Linked DNA regions of Mus musculus: region 2 is linked to region 1. A link is a contact called in public Hi-C data. All regions are on one chromosome and are shown on one strand. The core of a region is the stretch at or near the end of the contact, and the rest is flanking DNA. Distances in the headings are between cores, read along the strand shown.

The links. A called contact is a pair of places that touch in the nucleus more often than the background predicts.
Region 2: a contact with region 1 is called in a Hi-C map of rod photoreceptor, with 4 times the contacts expected there. The contact joins two enhancer-like sites. A contact is called at or near these places in 5 of 484 Hi-C or Micro-C datasets (embryonic stem cells and rod photoreceptor), 4 of 115 datasets of contacts at active chromatin or transcription factors (embryonic hindbrain, embryonic stem cells and forebrain) and 1 of 9 other capture datasets (embryonic stem cells).

What each region holds. Positions count from the first base shown.
Region 1 is chr5:22,856,043-22,860,878 of GRCm38.p6, reverse strand. The region is part of intron 1 of Lhfpl3 (lipoma HMGIC fusion partner-like 3); the gene reads right to left. Among named protein-coding and RNA genes, the nearest start is that of A930003O13Rik, 110 kb to the right of the region's middle. Within about 2 kb of position 1,733, at least 3 of the 459 cell types and tissues checked have an H3K27ac peak or open chromatin away from gene starts, as enhancers often do. A contact at or near this core is called in rod photoreceptor, where this site is marked.
Region 2 is chr5:23,223,053-23,227,875 of GRCm38.p6, reverse strand. All of the region lies in intron 2 of Lhfpl3 (lipoma HMGIC fusion partner-like 3), which reads right to left. Among named protein-coding and RNA genes, the nearest start is that of Gm17434, 89 kb to the left of the region's middle. Within about 2 kb of position 2,690, at least 110 of the 459 cell types and tissues checked have an H3K27ac peak or open chromatin away from gene starts, as enhancers often do. A contact at or near this core is called in rod photoreceptor, where this site is marked.

The DNA of each region.
Region 1 (4,836 bases), core at 484-2,983:
TTAAATAGGCAAAGACAAGCTCTTACAGCCAAAATGATTTAGGAGGCACTGTCAATTCACATATAAGAAGCAGGAGGACTTTAATTTCCCACTTCTCCATGTCCTACTGAGATTCATTAAACATACTTAGATTATACACTCATCTATACACACCATGTCTCCAGGGTGTGACAGTTTCCATTAAGGCCCAGCAGCACAGTATGGCAGAGGGTGGTGACTCCATCTACATCCTAATGTACTGCTTAATTAGAGATCTCTGCCTCACCCATCACTATAAGAACAAACAAGCACGCCCTCTTCACTAGAGAAGATTCTATGGAATTCCATGGAATTCTATCTTTGAGTTAGAAGTCAACTTCTGAACACCTGCATCTGGGAAGATATATAGCAAATGCCCTCAATTGTAATACCATCCTGAAGGAGATTAGCCCTTCTAAAAGATGTGGGGAAATACCATCTTAGCTTTAATCCAAAGAGCACCTTTGTGAGACAATTCCATTCGTACTGTGTACACACCTGATTGCAGATAGTGAGGACAGACTAAGAGCATCATTTTCAATGGGTCTTATAATTTTGTCAGTAACTTATTTCACATTTAAATGACCAAACAAAAATATTGCCAGAACCTAAACATAAAATCATTTCATTCTATTTTTAAAAGACAATCGAGCATTTTGGTTTCCATCAAAGCTATTCAGTTTAATAGTTTGTGTGCTGTTTCCTGCTAGCTCCAATGCTGAGAGGCTGTTCATAATAGAAATATCTATAAAAACAATCACACCAACTGAGTTTTACATGGAAATAGAGCATTGAACAGTTTCTATACAGTACAGAAATGGTTTTCCAAAAGAGGCTGCAAAAATACTTATAAAGCAGTAGAGGGAATTAGCTGAATGCAGTGGATTGACAAGCTATCAACAAAATAACACACATTTTTCATGAAAATGGCTAAATGACTATTTACTTGATGAACTGCAATGTAATGGTGCTGAAGGAGCCTTTTTTCTGCACTGGCAAAATAATGTGTGTTTACCAAAACTGGGTAATTATAGAGTCATCATATAAAGTACTGTCTGTGCCTGCCAAGGAACGAGATGAACCTGCTACCGGGTAAGGCCTGGAAACTTGGCTCTGGTTATTTCTAACTCTAACACAGCAGACAAGAATGGGCAAACAATATGCAGAAGAATGACTGAAGGAGGAAAAGGTCTTCCTTAAATAAAGATAGAGTCTACCAGCTAAACCCGTGATTCTAATGTTACTGATGTTGAAGATGGAAGGTGTTCACATGGCTTGAAGAGGAAAGCATAGCTTTGAACACATAACCATTTAGTTCAAAATGATATTCTTTTTCATTAGATGTATTTGGAAGACTAACGATAAATCTTATTTTAACTTAAAAGATAGATTCCCTGTGTAAGGGAAATTAGTAATAACATCTGAGAAAGGAAGTTGACAATATTTGATTGTTGAAAGGCAACTCCTTCAGAGAACACACGGACTCTTGGAGCCAATGGAAAGTGTTTATTTGCTGGCCAGCAAGCTACACAAGAAAGTTGCCCAAATCATGTAACTTACTGTTCTTTATATGTGCAAAAATCATATCCTGTGGACACACATCAATTAGCAAGAACTGTTAGCAGTAAACAGAGCTACAGATGCTACACAGCAAAGTGAGGACACTCAGGGGCCTTCCCAGAACTAGGAACTAGGACAGATTAGGTCTTAATTCTCGTTTGGCAGGTGTGATGGTCTATGAGCTGGGCTCTTAGTTCAGAATGGTGCCTTGTTCCTCTAACATGGAGTCAGGTGTGCTAAGGTATACAGTCCAAATTAGCACAGTGCATGGTCTACTTCTCTTTCTGTTGCTGTAATACACACCACGACCAACTACTACTTGGATAGAATAGCTTGGATAGAATATCTTACAGGTTATAGTCTATCATAAAGAGAAGCCTAGGTGAACATGCAGACAGGAACTGAAGCAGAGACCAGACACTCTGGAGGAGCATTACTCGCTGGCTTAATTCTTCTATTTCTCATACAGTCCAGAAACGTCTGCCTAGAAATGGCACAGCTCACAGCAGACTGTGTCCTTCTACATCAATAAATAAAATGCCCCATAGCCATGCCCACCAGGCCAGTTCTGATGGGGACAGTTCCTCAACCGAAGGTCCCTCTTTCCAAAGACGCTAGTCTGTATCACTTTGACAAAAACTAACCAGTAAAAAAAATATATATAAATCCTGGTCATTTGCTTTCAGATAAATAGTTTTTTATATATAGTTAAATCAATGGATACAGAGATTCACAATATATAAAATAATATTTTAATAGATAATTCAAATAGTTAAATGTCTAATATGGGAAGCTTGGGAAAGAATCTCTTTGGGGAACACAGAGGTCAAAATGTAAGGAACATCTGCCGTTGGTGTAATACCTGTCTCAGAATAAGAAGTAGCCACTTCTGCTAAACACTATTAAGAGCTTAATACAGCTCAAAGCAGACAAGCAAACAAACCCCTAAGGGATGTCAGCAGAGGTGAAGACCACTGGCAGCACCAACCTACAAGGAATCTCTCTGGTTCTCTGGGGACAGCATTTGGCATCCTCACGTGTTTTAGTTGACCAACAAGTAAAGTGTTTTAAGCCCCTCTCATGACACTGACAAAGAATAGTTATAACTTTTTCGTTTTAAATAGGAATAATGTAACTTATCACAACTTTCAGAGATAGCACCCATTTCTTCCGATAAATAGTCTTCTCTTTGGTCATATAATAGGGTAGAAAAAAGCGGTGCAAAACTGGATAAAGGCTTCAGTCAAGATCAAAACTGAATTAGTCACAGGCTTTAATATTGTGCCTGCCATTGTAGTGTTTTCTGATCTTCTAAAAATTCACTTAAAGAATTCACTGAATTAGTCAGAGTGGGCATATTGTCTTGGGACTGACATTAGGTGATGGAGTCTGTTCTTTTTGTGTGAGTGTGCACGTGCGTGTGTGCATGCATGTGTGTGCGTGTGTGCGTGTGCATGCATGCGTGTGTGTGTGTGTGTGTGTGTGTGTGTTAAGTTTCTAACAGTGGTTATAACCTAGATGGATTATGATGAAGACTTCCTGCTCAGAAGGTCCATACAGACAGAGAGAACACGCACAACTCTGCAGGATCTGGAAGCATCGTTTCTGGGACCATTTGGATCTTTGGCTTTCTACCTGCCCCTTGCCTCCTGAATTACCAGTTCATCCTGTAAATGACTATCCAGATGTACGAAGGGCAAAAATCACACGCGGAATGTACCTCCTCACCCCACAGAGAACCTGCCTCCTTACCACATGGGGAACTTACTCCTCAAGTCAATTCAACTCAAGTCCGTTTCTACTGAAAATGACTTCTCAAATTCAAAGATATTTTTCTCATTTATTTTTTTTTTGGGCTATTTCCCAAGGATCTCTAGGAAGAACTCATAGAAACTGACCTACACGGCATTTTTTTTCAAACAAGTATCTGCTTTGTACAATAATTCTGTGTCCCTCAGAAAGCATTGACTAAAAAGCCGTCCTAACTGTGAGCACAGTGTCTTCTGACACGTCTGAGGGAGATGAACTGTCCTGCTTGATGTTTTTGTGTCCAGAGGCTTAGGTTGAATCCAAGTACAGAAAGTGGCCCTGCTTCCCACCCCTTGGTCTGCTGCCACTGATGTCTGAAGACGCTTTACACTGTGTAAAGCCCCTTAAAAAACATATTCGAAAGGATAAGGTGAACTTCCAATGCCTGGTCTTCAAGTTTGTCTAGATACAAGTTTGCTGGTTGTAAATGAAGAAAAGAAGGCACCTCTCTAGACAACTGTGCATACTTTTATTCTTCTTTCACATAAATCCAGTAATTAGACAAGAGAGAGTTAACCATGTAGCTACACACCACCTTTCCGGACTTCACGTATCTAAACAGATGAGATGATAAAAGTCAACTGAACATGGATTGTATATCAGATTCTCTGTTAAGTGGATTACTTCCTTAAACTTCACAAAAACCCCAGGAGCAGGTGCTCTTAATATATTGTTATACAACACAGACTGCTGGGTGCAGAGCACACATCTTTAATCCTAGCACAGAAGTAAGAGAATCTCTGTGACTTCAAGGGCAGTCTGCTCAGCATAGCAAGTCCTGGGACAGGCAGGTTACATAATAGCGAGACACTCTCCCCAAGCAAGGAAGCAAGCAGCAAACCAACGAGGAAAGCGAAAGTGAAGTGGCTCATCATGTGATAAGAAGGGAAGAAATGTGGCTGAGCCCGGAACTCAGACTTTAGAATGCATGTCCTTAACTATATGTCAAACACAGGCACTTGTAAACCTGATTATTTTAAGTCCCACAAAACAATGACCCATGTTTGACTAAAAGAAAACCTTTGCATGTGATTGAGAATAAATATACACATAAGACAATTGCATACAAACATCTTTGCATGTTTGAGTAGTAAGGCATTAAAGACAGGAAGAACCACCATCAGAAGCAACTGCCAAACAGCCTGCGCTATAAAACTCAGGGCTAACAATAGCGTGTATTCAAATGAACAGAGATTTTTATCACACTCATGACAAATATTCCTTCAAAAAGTTACCAAGTTATCCACAAACCAAGTTCCAGAGTATCTCAAATTAGAATCTGCCATTACATATTTGTAGTCCAATAAACATAGCTGCTGCAACTCAGAAATAATGGCTTAGGATTATTGGAGAAAAGCATTGTAAGCAAGCAGCAACATAGTGGAAACAATGCTCTATAGAGCATTCCTAAATTCCTTTAAACATAAGTCATATGCAGACTTCTCTAAA
Region 2 (4,823 bases), core at 1,441-3,940, 370 kb before region 1:
GGTGGATACTCATAGTCAAACATCAAACTGAACATGGGAACCCCAAGGGAAGAGTTAGGGGAAGGACTGAAGGGGCTGAAGGGGATTGCCACCCCATAGGAAGAACACCAATATCAACCAACCAGACCCTCCCAGAGCTCCCAGGGACTAAACCACTAACCAAAGAGGACACATGGAGGGACCCATGGCTCCAGCTGCAGATGTAGCAGAGGATGGCCTTGTCTGGCATCAATGGGAGGAGAGGCCCTTGGTCTGTGGAGGCCTGATACATAGGGGGATGCTAGGGTGGTGAGGTGGGAGTGGGTGGGTGGATGGATGGGGGGCGAGCACCCTCATAGATGCGGGGGGATGGTGGGTGGGATGAACGCAGTGATCTCAGCACTCAGTAAGAGGTGGATGAGGGGAGGTTTCCAGCTGGGTGTGTGAGAGCGCTCATTTCCCAGGACTATAGGGAGGGACCTTGATGGAAGGGAAAAAAGCCAGAGAAAGTCACAGAAGCAAGGAAAGGGGGAGGGGGGGAGGGAAGTGGGGAAAGCAGACAAGGGAAACAGGGAGAGAGGGAAGCAGACAAGGGAAATAGGGAGAGAGGGAAGGAAGTGGACACAGGAGAGAAGAAGAGAGATCAGAGGTGGTGGTGGGCGAGCTTTTCATTGCTGCTCAGCTGAGGAGTAGAGGCTGGCCTCTCCTCCCCATTCTGGGATTAAAGGTGTGTACCTCCATACTGGGATTGTCATGTGCTGGGGATGGAACCCAGGGCTTCATGCATGCTAGCCAAGCACTCTAACAACTGAGGCACATCGCAGCCCAGAACTTCAAAGTCTAAAAACTATTTTTTTTCCCCAGTGGTGTTACAATGACTCTACTTTTGGGCCCTTCTGGAAAGTGCCTGTAGATGTGGGAGAAGAAGCAGCAAAGGCAGCCACACGTGGGTGTCTGTGTTCTGGGTTATGCAGGACAATTGAAAGAAAGAGCTACTGCAGGATGGATTTAGCCTTCTCAGCAACAGGGAGCAGCCGCCTCTGAAGGACTGAACATTGATAGCTTCCTAGGAGCTCCTTCAGCAAGTCAATTTCCACACAGCAAAACTCCTTATCTGATCTGAGAGTTGTCTTGACAGACACATATGCAGTTCTTCCCGGTAAGCTAGACTTCCTGGTTTGCCAAGCGTGTTTCTGGACTAAGTAATGCAAAGGCTCTGAGAATCCTTCAAAAGGATTAACCCTGCAAAGTCTCAGCTAACAATCACTGATAAAAGGCCACTTCAAAGCTGAGGTGCCATCCCTCCAGGTTCCTGCCAGATGCAAGGGTTCTGCTACAACTCTGCTACACATGGGGCCAGACCTCCAGCCTATGACGTTTCTCAGTATCTCTCAGGAGAGACAGACTCTCTGGGAGCTGGGATCTGTCTGGAAATCCCAGGCTTGCTTGCCCAGCAGTGCACATCTTTTAAAAAATGATATATCATTATTATTAAAATTTTACCTCAGAGACACATGTCACTGTGATTTCCCCTACAGGGGTTGCAAGGGTTAATTTTTCAAAGGGAAAACCTGGATACTTAACAGATTCTTTCAGGCCTGGTAAGAAGTTAAAATAATGTTCATTTCCAACTTCAGAGAGAAGGCTAACCACTGAGGAGAAAGCTCCTTTTCTCCAGAGTAAAGTTTGCTAAATGGAAGCTTGTGGGTTTCCTTCTTGTCCGAAACTTACAATTTTCCCGCTGCTCTCTGCTGAGCTGCTATGTGTCTGTAGGGGTGGAGCCAGAAACCACTTTTGAAATAAATAGAGAGTTGCAATCTTCTGCCTTGGACATTTGCAAATCATTGCGTGGCAGTGGATCTCAAAATCAGAGGCCTCAACTGTCAGTAGGCCAGCATTTGGGACCTACTGCTAGAGTGTTTAATTCCTAGATCCGAAGCTCAATAATTTACATTTCAGACAAGCTTCCAGATGAGAGTGTCACTCTTCTGGAGGCTGCATTTGGAAAACAATTAAAACAATTAAGTTTTCTGTCAGTCAGGGACAACCTACTTACTCTTCCCGGGAAGTCCCCAGGACCAGCGCCTGTCAGTGTGGAAGGGCAAGAGTGGGCCCTGTATTGGCGCCCAGGCACCAGGCGACCTCAGGACTCTCTAGCATGCTGACACCCACGTTCTATGGGCTGCCTCTTTTGAATCTTGAAGGCTCAGTTTGTTTTCAGGCCTCCCCTAAAAAGACGGAAAAAAAAAAAAAAAAAGAACTGGACGAATCTAGAGCCTTCCATAGGTTCTGGAATTTTTCTGGAGTAACTGTAAATGCGAAATTGGGCAGATTTCCCTGTGGCATGGATTAACTTTAGAGGATCCATTTCTGAAACGAGGCTGCATAGTCACATGGTGAAAACTCACCAAGCCCTTTCATCTGGCTGACATTTCAGTGGTCTCAGCCCTCAGCCGCAGTGCCCCCTTTCTTCCATCTAGGAAGAATTTCAGGCTGAGCCAGTGGTTCTCACAGGAGCTCATCTTTCCTCCTTCCCCCCACCCCCCATTCCTTTTTTTTTTTTTTTTTTTTAACCCACCTTTCCTCACCTGCAGTTCTCAGTTTCTCCACTTGAGGTCTCACTAGGACAGCGATTTTCTTAGTCCTCGGCTGTTTAGGACGGATTTGGAACAAGCCTTGGGGGTGGCTGGGCAGGGGCGGTGGGTGTGGGGGTGAGGGATGGGTGTGTGGTGGGGGAGAAGCCATCTCTGCCTAACTCATAGCTGGCTTGATTGATTTGTTCAGGGAGCTCTCTGGTTAAAGAAGGATTAAGCAAGGAGTCGTCCTCAGTGGGACGAATGGCCTTGCAAGGCTTCCTGAAGGGGCCATTTTCCTTTTTCGGACAGTGTCACAGCTGTCCTATGTGGAGAACTAGTAACGCTAGGACATTGATTGTGGCTAAGAAAAGACTGGTAGATCATTTCTCCAAGTTCTAGTCGCTATCCTCTCCACGTAACAGGGTGTGTCTGTCAGTCTTCAGGGACAGGGCAGCTTTAAAAGTCACTGCACACTTCCCTGACGGATGGATCGCTCCTCTGCCTCTGCTTGGCTAAAACTGTGGAGCTGAAATCCATCATGGCAATGCTTTCCTGGCTCACAGTTTTTTGTTTTGCTGTATTTACCCAGTGGCCTCTGAACCTAAGATGTACACACCAAATTAACTCTGTGACAGTCCATGTCTGGTCTGCTCCTCCCAGTCCCAGTCACTGTGCGACTCATGGAAGGTTCCTGCAGACTATTTTGGAAAAAAAAATTACATTTAAAGCTCAACATGGGGGCTGCAGAGATGCTCAGTGGTCAAGAGCACTGCCTACTTTTCTAATTCCCAGCAACCACATGGCAGCTCACAACTGTCTGTGACTCTAGCTCCAGGGGATCTGACACCCTCCCACAGACAGGTAGTCAAAACACCAAATGCACATAACATAAAAATAAATAAATTAAATAAAAAACTCAAATGGGCCAGAATGCTAAATTCAGTTATGATTCTTTGTCCTCTACAAAAGTTTGCCCAAAGGTGCCGTGCATTTGCTATGGAAAAAGACAGCCCATGAGAAGGACCATGCATATTTAGCCAACATCTGGATTTCATAATTGTGTGCACATGAAGGCAGAATTGAGGTGGATACTGACATGTGTGTTTCTATGATTGCCTGTTTGGCTTTTAGATTATTTTCTGTTGCAGGGTTTCTGGTCTCTTTAAGAACACACTATAGGGGAACTGGAGAGATGTCTCATCGATCATAGAGATGTCTCACTGCTCCTCCAGAGGTCCTGAGTTCAGTTCCCAGCAACCACAGGGTGCCTCACAACCATCTGCAGTGGGATCTGATGCCCTCCTCTGGTGTGTCTGAAGATGTGTGTACTTACATACATAAATCAAATAAATAAATAAATCTTAAAAAAACATCCTGGAAAAGAGAGACGGTGGCGTTCACCTGCCGGGTTCCAGCGCTCAGCTAATGAGCAGCCTCCTGGGAAACGGACGCCAGCCTATCTGGGCATTTCCTGAAATGTTTCCGTACTGCATGAAGAAATCAGATGCTTCGACTTGAAACGTGCGTGTCTATGTGAGTTTGAAGGACCAGGTAAAGCAGGTTTTTTACTTGTACTTTTCCTTCTTGGGCCTTGCTGTTCTTTCGTTAGTAACTGAACACTAGTTTGTTTCCTCCCCGCCCCCTGGCAGTCCTGACTTTTTTGCACAGCCTGACTTTCCGATAACTTCCTGTGGAAAATGCAGGTGGAGGCGGACTCTCAACAAGCCCAATGAGCAAGTTAATGTTAATTAAGCAATTAATGAGCAAACTTGGCCCAAGGACTTCTTGCAGTCAGCTGGTCCCTACATCAATCCATGGTGTAGGGAGCCATATTACCTTTCTCCAGCTTACGGCAAAGCTGGAGTCCTTTCTGGGGATGCAGACTCACTCACTTTAATTTCTACCAAGTTGTGCTGGAACTCTGTATATGAAGTCTGTCCCAAGAGAAGGGAGCTCTGATGCCCACCACTCTCGATAGGATGCTTTGGGGAAAGATGGGGATGGGAGTTTAACCTGTTTCCTCTTGAGGCTACTGTCTCTCGTAAGGTCTCAGTCATCGTCTATAAATTAAGGGGTTTGAAACAAAAGATCCATCACTAATAACTTTTGGCTTTCTGCATGTCTAAATGGTGGTCTGGGGGTCTCAACACTGCATATTTTGAGTCCCAAACACTGGGCAGTGTTTCGTCAGCTGTTATGAGAACATCTTCATTTTAAAATTTTTATTATTCAGAAGATACAACTCAACAACTTCAAGACACACTAACA